Regions from separate parts of the Lactuca sativa genome. Here region 2 is linked to region 1. The links are chromatin contacts, called in public Hi-C maps. All regions are on one chromosome and are shown on one strand. Each heading gives the region's core, a stretch centred on a gene start, on an enhancer-like site or on the middle of the called end of the contact. The rest is flanking DNA. Distances are from core to core; before and after follow the strand shown. Region 1 holds the start of LOC111908771 (protein translocase subunit SecA, chloroplastic). Region 2 holds the start of LOC111908772 (L-cysteine desulfhydrase).

Evidence for each region. A called contact is a pair of places that touch in the nucleus more often than the background predicts.
Region 2: a contact with region 1 is called in a Hi-C map of seed, with 2.4 times the contacts expected there. The contact joins the promoter of LOC111908772 here to the promoter of LOC111908771 in region 1. A contact is called at or near these places in 2 of 4 Hi-C or Micro-C datasets (leaf and seed).

Annotation. Positions count from the first base shown.
Region 1 is chr9:326,205-332,810 of Lsat_Salinas_v11, reverse strand. It overlaps LOC111908771 (protein translocase subunit SecA, chloroplastic), which reads left to right and starts at 2,417. Exons shown (of 20, transcript XM_023904579.3): 1 at 2,417-3,015; 2 at 3,289-3,361; 3 at 3,493-3,699; 4 at 4,514-4,617; 5 at 4,704-4,883; 6 at 4,981-5,199; 7 at 5,280-5,393; 8 at 5,482-5,595; 9 at 5,687-5,854; 10 at 5,968-6,143; 11 at 6,213-6,279; 12 at 6,346-6,492; 13 at 6,580-6,606. The coding sequence starts at 2,557.
Region 2 is chr9:473,176-479,781 of Lsat_Salinas_v11, reverse strand. LOC111908772 (L-cysteine desulfhydrase) reads right to left here and starts at 3,792. Exons shown (of 2, transcript XM_023904580.2): 1 at 2,277-3,792; 2 at 1,748-2,053. The coding sequence starts at 3,673. The coding sequence ends at 2,291. LOC111908773 (ABC transporter B family member 11-like) reads left to right here. Exons shown (of 11, transcript XM_052767598.1): 9 at 1-550; 10 at 639-932; 11 at 1,081-1,557. The coding sequence ends at 1,434.

The DNA of each region.
Region 1 (6,606 bases), core at 1,168-3,667:
TAGTATGTATGTTTACTAACATTTATATAAGGTCATGATCACATTTCTCTCGTTGGTTGCTGCAACTAAAAGTAATTTTGAAAGTTTTTATTATGTTGTAGCCAAGGGTGAAAGGGAGGTTCTGATTTTGGCAAGCATACTACGTAACATCACTAATTTGTATTCTTTTTCTTTCACAAATTCTGTTTTTGCTTTAATTGCTTTTGCTTGCCTTCCGTTTCTTTAATCAACTTGGTTTCATTTTTTTTTTATTTTTAAATTTTGTCACTATGCTCACCCCTAATAAACACTATACAAACATGTTGTACTGCTAGTACCAGAATTTTCTTCTATTCCATCTACATTTAAAATGTCACATAAAAACATATATCTTATTTCTAAAATTTTAATGACAATTTTTTATTTATTATATTATTTTATCAAAACATAATAATTAGAGTAAGATATAGTCTTGGTCCATGTGGTTTGGGAAAAATATCACTTTTGGTTATTATTGGGATTTTGTCATGGGTGGTTCCTCTCGAGGATTTTGATATCACTGTTGGTCCTTGGGAGTTAGGGTGGTGGGTATGGTTAACGGGGTGGTGAGGCCAGGTAAGCACCAAAAATCTTCTTAATCTCCACCTTTTTTTTGGGGTGGTGTTCCATGTAAGGAACGATGTTGAGATGAAGAAAAAACGAGGAAGAAAGAAAGAAATCAAAGAGAAAATCGTGTTGTAGCTTATTGCCATCACCACTGAAGACCACATAACGGGAAGGGGAAGGGGGAGGCGGGAGTGTTGTTCCCATGTGGTAATGCCATTAAAGGCTGTCTACGTCACAAAAACGACACTTGCCGTTGTCCACTCTGAGTCATCTTAACCCTGCATGTTTCTTCCGTCCATCAATCAAACATGTCCCTCACATTGAGTTCATATATAGAGAACTCACCAATGTTAACATACTCCACATATGTTACCTTTCCATCTAGGTACTTTCTCTTCTTGGAACTTTGGAAAAAAAATACACCATGATTGATTCTCATTGGAAAGAAAATCGAAAGACCCTATATAAAAGAATGATTTTTTTAAGAAAAAACATTCTTTTTCAAAGATCTAAGCTAAAACATTGCTATGTTAAATTAATTGTAAACCTCATTCACATCTACACAAATTGATGAACAACAATTATGCCACATCGTGGTTGGAACATCTTGTTTCCTTGCTTTTTCTCTCAAGATTTTTCTAATTGCAATGTTTAAGATTAAGGCAAATGATTGCAAGGAGAAAGTTGGAGAAGATGATGAACTGTAGCTCTGTAAATCATAGCCTTAATTAAAGTTGTTAATAGTATAAAATAAGGTTGAAAAGACAATTTTACCATCTAAGGGACACATGCTCTCCTTTAAGTGGAACATCTTAGGTGTTGTTTGTTTTTTTTCTCAAAAGCTCTTCTTGATACCATTTTTGTCCGCGTCCCTGTAGATGGCGCACATACATTTAACCTTGCAGACCTTTTGTTTTTTAGAAGACTGTAGACCTAAAAAGGTCTAGGGGCCTCTTCTTGAGGCAGACTTGGTCCATCCACTTCTTACCTCTTCAAACATCTGAGCATGTATTTTTTTTAAAGGATGCAACCATACATTATAATTTATAAGGATCAAAAGGTCTATGTTTTTCAATTTTATATTCAATTATATATTCGTTATATAAAAGTCTCACCCTTGTTTTCTTTTTTCAAGGAACTGATATGGGACACATGACTTTCTTACACCATCTAGTTTTTTTTTTTTTACAATTAACATTACTTTAAATATCACAAAAAATATAATTCAATTTAAAATAGTATGTGAGAAATATAATAGTTTTAAAACTAATAGTATCTAATAATTTAATAAGTTAGAGGATGAAAACATGAAAACACAATAATTAATATGTTTCCTAATTATATAAAACAAATCTTTTGAATTTTAAGTATTAACAAAAAATTTAAAAATTAAAAAAACTATAATGATAGTTGTATAATTTTAATTTAAGTATTGTGAAACTATAATTATTGAAAGTCTTTTTAAATTTCAAAAAACAAAGTTTATATACATTTTATTTTTTTTACACGATCTGTAGACTTTAAAAGAAAACAATCTTTTTCTTGCAGACTGGTTCATCTTTTTTTTTTTTTTTTTTTTTTTTTTGTTTTTTTTTTATAGATGTCTACAAATATGATTCTCAGACTGGAGATTTACCTATTAAAAAACAAACAACATTAGATGGTAACAATATGAGGGACCAGCCATGCAACTTTTGGGAACTATAGAGACGACCCATATCAATTTTCAAAAAGCTGGACTCAAACTACACATGGGTGTAAACAACATGGACCAAAAGTATAATTTACTTTTTTCCCGATTTCGGTATATCAAGATCGACACCTTATCCGAAGCAGTTTGCTTTGCTAGTCTCATCCAATTTTCCCCACTCATCTTCTTCGTTGCATAACTGAGAAGGGGTTCTTACCTTCGAAGTCATGGGGTACCCAGTAGCAAGTATATAACAGTAGTAGTAATTTTTGGGAAGTGGAATGGCGCTCCCATCTCTGTCGCCCACCAATAACTTTTCCTCCCCATCCTCCTATTCTGTTTCACCTTTCAGTTCCAAATTTCCCACTTTTCATCGTCAACTCAATAGTTATTGCACTCGACATCTTCTACTATTAAGGGAATGCACCAGTAGCAGTAGCTTCCTTTTCCGGGGTGGAAAAAATAACTCGGCACACGGATATTGTCATTTTTACGCTCCAAGAGAGCGGAAGACGATGACAGTGGCGGCGGCGTCATTAGGAGGTCTACTGGGCGGAATCTTCAAGGGTGGGGCTGACACCGGGGAGTCCACCAGGCAGCAATACTCTGCCACCGTCGCTCTCATCAACTCTCTTGAATCCGAGCTGACGTCTCTCTCGGACTCTCAGCTGAGGGATAGGACCACTCTCTTGAGGCAACGAGCTCGCCAAGGTCCCCAATCTTTAGACTCTATTTTACCTGTAAGCACATCTCATTTCTATATCACATTTGGGATTTGGAGACCATGTATTGTTCTCTACACATTTTCCCCTTTGAATTTGCGTAAGGATAATACAATGCAAGAAAAAGAGATAACTGACTTTATTTTTTCGGTCCTGTTGGTTCATAAACCACCTCTTGTTGGAAGACCTATATTCCTCTTTCTCTGCAACGTTCTTAAATCATTACTTTGGCTGTTAGAAGTGTTGTGCTCCGTGGCTTATCATTCTAAATATATATATAATATCGTGCAGGAGGCGTTTGCTATAGTGAGAGAGGCTTCGAAGAGGGTTCTAGGTCTTCGTCCTTTTGATGTTCAACTGATAGGTAAATAAATACTAAATTGTTTTGAGTTCAATTCGGCTACAACATCAAACCTGAAATGAGAAACTAGGCTGCTTAAAAAGCATGAAAGTTTAATGTCCATTACAATTTACAAACATGCTATGGTGATGTAGGTGGCATGGTACTTCATAAAGGAGAAATAGCTGAAATGAGGACGGGAGAGGGAAAGACTCTGGTGGCCATATTACCAGCTTATTTAAATGCTTTAAGTGGTAAAGGAGTTCATGTTGTTACTGTGAATGATTACCTTGCAAGGAGGGACTGTGAATGGGTCGGTCAAGTTGCCCGTTTTCTTGGACTCACGGTTGGCCTAATCCAGCGTATACTTCTTCTTCTTCTTCTTTTGATTTATATGCATATGGTTATTGTATAATTGTTGAAGGTGGATGGATAACAAAGTTAAGAGGACTTTGTTATCTAACTTTCAATCCAAATAAGATCAACCCTTAGCTAGAGTCTTTCTTCATGTACCTCAAAATTCTGGTGACAAGAATTAGGTGTGATAACTAGGATTTTTGCATTGTATGCCATGTTTGTTGCAAACTGTAAAAAAGATGAGTAAGGAAGTATCATATCCAAGCACAACATAAACACTTTAGAGTGACCATATTAATTAGAAAATCATCAGTACCATACAAGGCTTGACAATTTAGCTCTTTTTGTTGTTTTGTATCAGTTGGATTAAGAGTTTGTGGGCTTGGTTATTGACAACATCAAAAATTGCCCAATATTTACAGTAATAGACTCATTATGACCTAGTTTGATGAAGGCTTTTCCCTTTTGTGGGTAGGCTACTAGGCTCAGTGCCCTTTTACCTTGGTGCCCATGTCATCCTATTGCAACTTCAAAGAACGATGTGCCCTATGCTACAACCCAGGCCCACAAAACTCAAAAAACATGTCATTACTTAAATAGCATACATGAGATATGATGTTATTAAGATTTTTTTGGCTGATTTTCATCTTTCTGTCTAACTGGAAAAGTCAGAGTTTTCCTCTTCATTTTCTTGTTCTTTTTGACATTTTTCCTTTCCTAATAGATGCAATTGTACTTGATTAGCTATGAGTGCTGGTGTATTCTAGATCTCAGGTTTCTTAGTTGAAAGTATCCCCCTGACAATCAATTATTTGGCAGAAAACATGACAAGTGAACAAAGGAGGCAGAATTACTTGTGTGACATCACATACGTCACCAATAGTGAGCTTGGTTTTGATTACTTAAGAGACAATCTTGCCATGGAAAGTAATTTATGCTATACGCAGTCTTCAATAATATTCTCTTATACCATTCATTTTCACTTATAACTTCTTCTCTTGGTCTACAGAGTGTTGATGAGCTTGTATTAAGAGGTTTCAATTACTGTGTCATCGATGAGGTCGATTCAATTCTAATTGATGAAGCAAGAACTCCTCTTATTATATCAGGACCTGCTGAAAAACCAAGCGAACAATACTACAAAGCTGCTAAAATAGCTGCTGCTTTTGAGCGAGATATACATTATACGGTCAGGATTCAGAAAGAAAGATGCTTGCAAATATACATCACATGTCTTTTTTTTTTTCTTTTCTAATGTGCATCTGCCACTTGGCTATTTCTTGCAGGTTGATGAGAAGCAGAAAAATGTTTTACTCACAGAACAGGGTTATGCAGATGCTGAGGAAATTCTAGAAGTAAAGGATCTATATGATCCTCGAGAACAGTGGGCCTCATTTGTCTTGAATGCAATAAAAGCTAAAGAGCTCTTTCTCAGAGATGTCAACTATATTATACGTGCCAAAGAGGTTCTCATAGTGGACGAGTTTAGTGGTCGAGTCATGCAGGTAAAGGATTTCAGTTTTTAGTTTATATATATCTTGTTTCCAAGTTGGAAGTAAATGAGGTGTATTTTATTGTGTTACAGGGGAGGCGTTGGAGTGATGGGCTTCACCAGGCGGTGGAAGCCAAAGAAAGCTTGCCCATACAAAATGAGACGGTGACACTGGCCTCAATTAGCTACCAAAACTTCTTTCTTCAGGTTCTAAGCATCTTTGTGATCTTTAGAGGGTTGACAAGTCAACTTGTTATAGTTGTTGAAGCTAATGGGATTTTTACGTTTCTATTAGTTCCCAAAACTTTGTGGCATGACTGGCACCGCTGCAACTGAGAGTTCAGAGTTTGAAAGTATTTACAAGCTCAAAGTTACAATTGTGCCCACAAACAAGCCTATGATAAGAAAGGTTCATTAATTTGAAATATTCCACCACGTGGTTTCTTTCTGTTTTTTCATGAAATGAATATTGAAAAGGAGTGATATGATGTGATGCTTAGGATGACTCAGACGTGGTATTTAGGGCAACCACGGGAAAATGGCAGGCGGTGGTGGTAGAAATTTCTAGAATGAACAAGACAGGGCGGCCTGTGCTTGTTGGGACAACCAGTGTTGAACAGAGTGACACATTGTCCAAACAACTCCGTGAAGCTGGAATCCCTCATGAGGTGATTCATTGAATCCTATTCCTATCTTGTTTTTCTAAGAGAAGAACAACATATGTATAAATGATAAAATGAATAATACACTCACATTATATTTGATATTTGGAGCAACTTAGGTTCTAAATGCCAAACCAGAAAATGTGGAAAGAGAAGCTGAGATTGTGGCACAAAGTGGTCGCCTTGGTGCAGTTACTATTGCTACAAATATGGCGGGCCGAGGAACCGATATAATTCTTGGTGGTAATGCAGAGTTTATGGCTAGGTTGAAGCTACGTGAGTTGCTCATGCCAAGGTAAGAATACAACAAAATCTATTTTTGCTTTTAGTTCCTTAAACAGCTTTCACTTAATAAATGTTGCAGCATTGTAAAGCCAGCTGAGGGAGTTTTTGTTTCTGTGAAGAAAGCTCCCCCAAAGAAGACATGGAAGGTCTGTGTGTGTGTGTGTATTTGCTTTTAGCCATATGTATTCTCTTACTTTTGGGTGCATTTTTAGGTGAGTGAAAGTTTGTTCCCGTGTTCACTATCTCAAGAAAATAGCTTGGTGGTTGAGGACGCTGTACATTTGGCTGTCAGTTCATGGGGTCGAAGATCTTTAGCTGAGTTGGAAGCAGAAGAGCGGTTATCTTATGCTTGTGAAAAGGTGCCACCTGTCTGTCGATAGATGATGTCTTTGTTTTTGTAACAGGTTCATTCCCTAAACAACTCTAATGTTGGGTAGTATCTATAGGGTCCGGCTCAAGATGAAGTAATTGCC
Region 2 (6,606 bases), core at 2,543-5,042, 150 kb before region 1:
CTTCAGTGCGGATGCTAAGATGATGTATGAGGAAGCAAGCCAGGTGGCAAACGATGCGGTTGGGAGCATAAGGACGGTCGCGTCTTTTTGCGCAGAAGAGAAAGTAATGCAACTTTACAGAAATAAATGCGAGGGTCCCAAGAAAGCGGGGATACAGCAAGGTTTGATCAGCGGGATTGGGTTTGGAGTGTCATTTTTCTTGCTTTTCTGTGTGTATGCAGCAAGCTTTTATGCTGGGGCTCGGCTTGTTGAGGCTGGAAAGACCACCTTCTCAGATGTTTTCAGGGTATTCTTTGCTCTCACGATGGCAGCCATAGCAGTGTCCCAGTCAAGCTCATTTGCCCCAGATACAAGCAAAGCCAAGACTTCTGCTGTCTCTGTGTTTGCCATTCTAGACCGCAAGTCAGAGATAGACCCAAGTGATGAATCCGGAACGACATTGGATAATGTCAAGGGGGAAATCGAGCTTCGTCACATCAGCTTCAAGTATCCCACCAGACCTGATGTTCAGATATTCCGTGATCTATGCTTAACCATCCACAGTGGCAAGGTACCTACCTGGTTTAATTTAATCTAATTATTTACCTCTTGATGTTGATGTTGATGTTGGTGTTGGTGTTGATGTTGATGTTCATCAGACAGTGGCATTGGTTGGAGAGAGTGGAAGTGGGAAATCAACAGTGATCTCGCTGTTGCAAAGATTTTATAATCCAGACTCTGGCAGTATCACGCTGGATGGGATCGAGATACAAAAGTTTCAACTCAAGTGGCTGAGGCTGCAGATGGGTCTGGTGAGCCAAGAGCCAATCTTGTTCAATGACACCATCCGATCCAACATTGCTTATGGAAAAGATGGTGATGCCACAGAGTCTGAAATAATAGCTGCTTCCGAGTTGGCAAATGCCCACAAGTTCATCAGCAGCTTACACCAGGTCAGTCATCAGACCATCTATTAGCACTATTATTTGAAATATATATATATATATATATATATATATATATATATATATATATATATATATATATATATATATTATCTCTCTGTCTCTGATATAATAATGGATATGAATGAAAAATTAGGGCTATGACACGGTGGTAGGGGAAAGAGGGGTGCAGATGTCGGGTGGGCAGAAGCAGAGAGTGGCGATTGCAAGGGCTATTGTGAAAAGTCCAAAGATACTATTGTTGGATGAGGCTACAAGTGCACTGGATGCAGAGTCAGAAAGGGTGGTTCAAGATGCGTTGGACAGAGTGATGGTCAACAGGACCACAGTTGTGGTTGCTCATAGGTTGTCCACCATCAAGGGAGCTGATGTCATTGCGGTGGTCAAGAATGGAGTCATTGTTGAGAAAGGGAAGCATGAAAAACTAATTAATATCAAGGATGGATTCTATGCATCTTTAGTTGCTCTTCACATGACCGCTTCCACTTAAATTTATATTTTGAGCTATTAACCAATTGAATTAAATTGTATTCCATTTTGTTTTCTGTAATATCCAAATATGAAGTTTGTAAAGTTTTGAAGAAAATAGAATGAACAACTGCTTTGTTGAAAACATGTCTTGAAGATTAGAATCATTTTTTGTAATATCCAAAGTATCAACATTCAACAAAGAATCATGTATTTCATTTCCTTTAACCAAAAATATTCTGTCCTGTTGGATATTACAGTTTGGTGGTTGACTACATGTAGTTTTCAAACATATTATTAGTATTTACAAAATGCATAACATAAAATAAAAGAGATTGAGAGTCATAATAACCTCTTCACAATCACAATCACAATCAGAATCACATCCTCCTTATTCTTATGACTTACGAGCCAACCAGCATCATAAAAATAGAATTCCCTTTTTCCTACACGCTAGCTACTCACTTTAAACCTAAAAGCTGTGTCATATTGTTCACGTACCAAAAGAAAGTGACAAAACCAGTGTAGACCTCCTCTGTCTTTCTAAAAATACAAACAACTGAAACTGAACTTCACGTCCCTTTTTCCAGATATCAACCTCCCACCCATCATCATAAGTATGTCATGTCAAACTTCCCTTCCTACATAATTTGATTTCCATCATCATGTATACTGAATGTTAATAAAATAAAGCTGTCCTATCATTCACATAAGATGAGGTTGATATTTATTTTGTAAATAATATTCGTTGTTAGCATTTTCATACAACAAAGTGATAAGCATGAATTCACCAACTATATATCTTGTGTCATTTGGAGATAAAAGATTATTTATGAGGGGAGGAGAGGGGAGGGGATGACATACCAACTTTATTCTCTCTAAGAAGGATAAGGAAGCATCTTGCAATTAAAACTATCATGCAAAAGCTGGTTGATAGCGTCCCTGAATTTGAGATAGTCATCAATGGTGTTGTAAACCTGATGAGAAATCCTAGCATAGCCGGTGATAAAATCAGCACTACCACCCTCGACCTCCTCTGCTGCTGCTGTGTCTTTCAATGGCTGGTAGTGTATAGGAACTTCCACCTTAAATTGGTCTCTCAGATGATTTCTTAACCTAGAAGCATCACCATCGCTTAAAACCCCCAATGAAGAAGGCAGGCCGACCATGGCCATGCTAGGACACATTTCAGGAGGCGACCCCAGGCTGGTCCCCCAAGCCTTAGCCAGCATCTCTGCCATTTCAACAACAGCTTCATGATTCCTATCCCTAATTCCATCCATCCCCCCTTCAAACCTGTTGATGAAATCTATAACCTCCGGGACAAGCAGCTGAGAGCTGTAATCCCGTGTACCTATCCAGGCACTCTCTATGGCGAGTCCATTTCCATATTCATGCGACACCACAGGGTGGTGCAGCTCCGAGGAGGATAAAGAAGATTTCCGGCAGTAAAGAAGAGCCACGGATGGTGGGCAGAAAAACCACTTGTGTAAGTTACTGACGTAGAAATCAGCCCCTATATCCTTCACATCAACCGAGACACTACCAACCGCGTGGGCAGCATCCACAAACACCTGGCTCACTCCTTCTTCCCTGCAAATCTTTACCAACTCACGAACTGGAATTATGAGAGAGGGCATGGAGGTTATGTGATCAATTATGGCTAACCTAACTTTCCTACCGTTGGCCTTGCCCCTTGCCAAACCCTTTCTAAATTCGGAGATTATTTCTTCGTTGGACTTGATAGGGAAAGGAAGATGTACCACGATAACGGAGCCACCTGCACGGGTCACATAAGCCTCGATGGATTTCTTCACGGCTTGGAAAGCACAGTGAAGCATGACGACAGCGTCTCCTTTGTGGAAACGGCCTTCCGCGAATGCCCATCCAACCTGCTGGAGAACAATCGCTGCGGCGGTGGTGGCATTGTCAACGATTGATACTTCAGAGACGTCATCGGCGTTGATAATGTCCTTGATTAGGGTTCGGGAACGGAGGATTTGGGTAGGTAGTTGGTTGAAGAAGAAATCGTCGGGTTGTTGAAGAAACTTGAGCTGCCACCGTTTCTGGGCTGCGATGATGGAACCTGGGCAGCTGCCGAAGCTGCCGTTGTTTAGACGGGCAACGCCATGCTGGTGATGGGCGAATTCTTGTTGAATTTGGGATTGAGTAATGAATGATGATAGTTTAGGTTTCTTCGGAAGATGGATATGGTTGCTGTTCTCTTCGGGGTCGTCTCTATGGGTTCTAATTTCACCCATTTTCTCTGTATCTTGTTCCTAGGGTTTCATGTGAAGGGCTGCACTGTTTGTGTCAAATTAGCACCGGACAGAAACCGGATGCCTTTCTTTTTCTTTTTATTCATTAGACCAGGGAGTGGTTCATTACACTAGACGGAGGGGGTGGGGTCTGGACAGCACTCTTCTTACCATATTGGCAGAAAGTGTACCTTGGTGCGGTAGAAAGTTCTAAGAGATCATTCTTTCAAACAACGTAATCGGTTCTTTTTTCTTACCTCCTTTTAATTGGTCCTTTTTATTTATTAAAAAAAAAAATAAATAATACTTAATTGTGGCATCACTCCTTAGGTGTGGTATGAAACCACATTTTTATGGTAACAGGTGAGGTGGCGCCTACGTGTCATTGCGGTTTCATGAGGGAGTGCGGAACCACTCCCTCCAACCTTATTGTGCGATCATCACATTTCTTGTGTTCAAAGTCATATATATATATATATATATATATATATATATATAGAGAGAGAGAGAGAGATAATCATTTGAGAACTTATAATTTTCCGAGAACCCGAGAACTAAAAGTGGACCATCAGATTAAAACAATTAAGGGCTAAGATCTTTTATGGCACTTTTGTAGATAAATGGAAAATTAAACAAGGGGGTATGGTTCTGAAATTAATCTAAGGGCATTTATGGTACTGAAAAGATCATTCCTCCCAAATCAATCGATGCCCTCTTTCTCTCAAATCCATCGATCGTATTCTTCTCATCATCCCTCTTTCTCTTATAGTTTCATCGTCGATCGTTGCCCAAGAACCAACATCCATCATCTGAAATCTATGGTTTCCTTCCTATTCATTGAATCGAGAAAGGTGAAGACTTTACACGACTCATTGAAATCTAAGATCCTTTGAATCTGAATTCTAAGCCATAAAATTCTGCGACTTTTCTGTTTAGGTCGTCTCATCATCGACGAGCACATTGCAAGGTGAAATTTAGGCTACCAGATTATCGATCGGCTTCCTCCTCCCTTCATCGGCCACCTCTACCATTGTCGACTGCCAATCTACCCACAGATCCTCCTGGATAAATTTCTGAACTCGTGCTTTGTGATTTGCACTTCAGTAGCTCTTTCCACCTCTGTCTTCATTATCGATGTGCACTCAGTTGCCGCTTTCATTGTCGTTGCGCCTAGGAAGTTGCAGATTGTTGACCTCGCCATTGTTCGTCTTTTCTAGGAGAATAATCTTTCTGTTCGTCTACATTACCAATTTAGTTTCCAGGTATTTAGCTTTCTTGTTCCAATTTTGATGGATACTTGTTTTATGTCCTTCATTGTGTTTGTTGGATTTGATACATAGTGATCAAATCGAGTTATTAAGCACAATTGTTTTTGTAGTATAGTATAACCGTAAATGATCCAACACTTTTGCACATATTTTTAAATTTTAATGCTCATTTCATGAGATCATTAGAAAAAGCTACATGTTATGAACTTACAATCCTTAATTGCCTACATTTGGCTTGTTGATTTCGTGGAATCAACTGATCTTTAATATTATGCGGTTTAGACAGGATGTGTTTACTCTGGATGTGTTGGAGGTGCCTCAAGGATTTGGATCAGGCTTTGTTTGGGATACCTAAAGGTCATTTTGTCACAAATTATCATGTTATACATGGTGCATCCGATCTCAGGTTTGTTGTTTTTCGTATTTCCATTGTGTTGAAATGTGGCTGGATTGATTACCTTTTTCCCTGTGAATTCATAACTTTTATCTGATAAGATTGAAATGATGTATGCTTGTTCAGGGTAACTTTGGTTGGTCATACCACTTATGATGCTTTCTATCTCATTATTCCTATTGTCTCTCTATTTCTTTCAAAAATATTTTGCAATTGGACGTGATGAAGGGAAGGAACAAAACAAAGGTAGTACAGATTATTTGGTTGATGCTTTATGGATTGCATAACATCATGATTAAGTTAGTGGTACTGCAAAACATGTAGTTAAATGAAAGATTCGGAATGGATGGCGATAGATCAAAAGGAGGTGAAAACTAGTTGTATTTTATCAAAACTTTATCTTTTAAGTGTGTTTATTGTGTGAAATTGTCAGATTTGTCGTGTTGAAGACATAGTTGAGAACGACATATTTAAGGGATGTCAAAGAGAAAATCTCATCTTCACACCAAGAGCTTCTGGAACAAATGCAGTTGTAATTAGAGGTGCATTAAGAGCTGAAAGACCAAAGTTGTTTACTGTAATCTTACTTGAAAGTTTGAAAAAACAACCTCCCGAAAGCCAAGAGTTACTTTCAAAAGTAAGATTTTAGGTTTTACTTTTATTCATGCAAATTTACATTTTTACCCTTGATAAAGTAGATGTATTACTTTTTTCCGTTTCTTTCAGGTAATGAATGTGACTGAAACCCCCAAATAATGATCATCTCCCATTGATTGAATCCCGTAGTTGTGGAAAATCTTAAAAATAAGCTTTTTATTATCATTTTTTCACATATTTAGCTTGTTTATATTATTATAATTTTTTATTTTGATTTGTTTTAGGTTGTGTAACATGGATATATTATCTTAGGAATAGGCTCCGACTTCTGATTGAAGTTCTATGTCCACCTACCCCACCGATGATTCACTCATCGAGTCTGTCGGTTTCCCTATACCTTTACAAATTCGGAGCCTATTCCTGGAAGGTAAATTTATTCTTCACCCTGAAATGTAACCATTTACACACATACAAAAAAATATTTCTCTCACTACTCAATTCCTTGGAATTCTAGTTGGTTAGATATTTACATGTGAATGTTATGTGGTATATTCACATGTGAATATTGCATTAGGATTCACATGTAAATATTACATGATATATCCATATGTGAATATAATATAACATATTCACATGTAAATCACAAGTGAATCACATAATAATTATATGTGATTCAC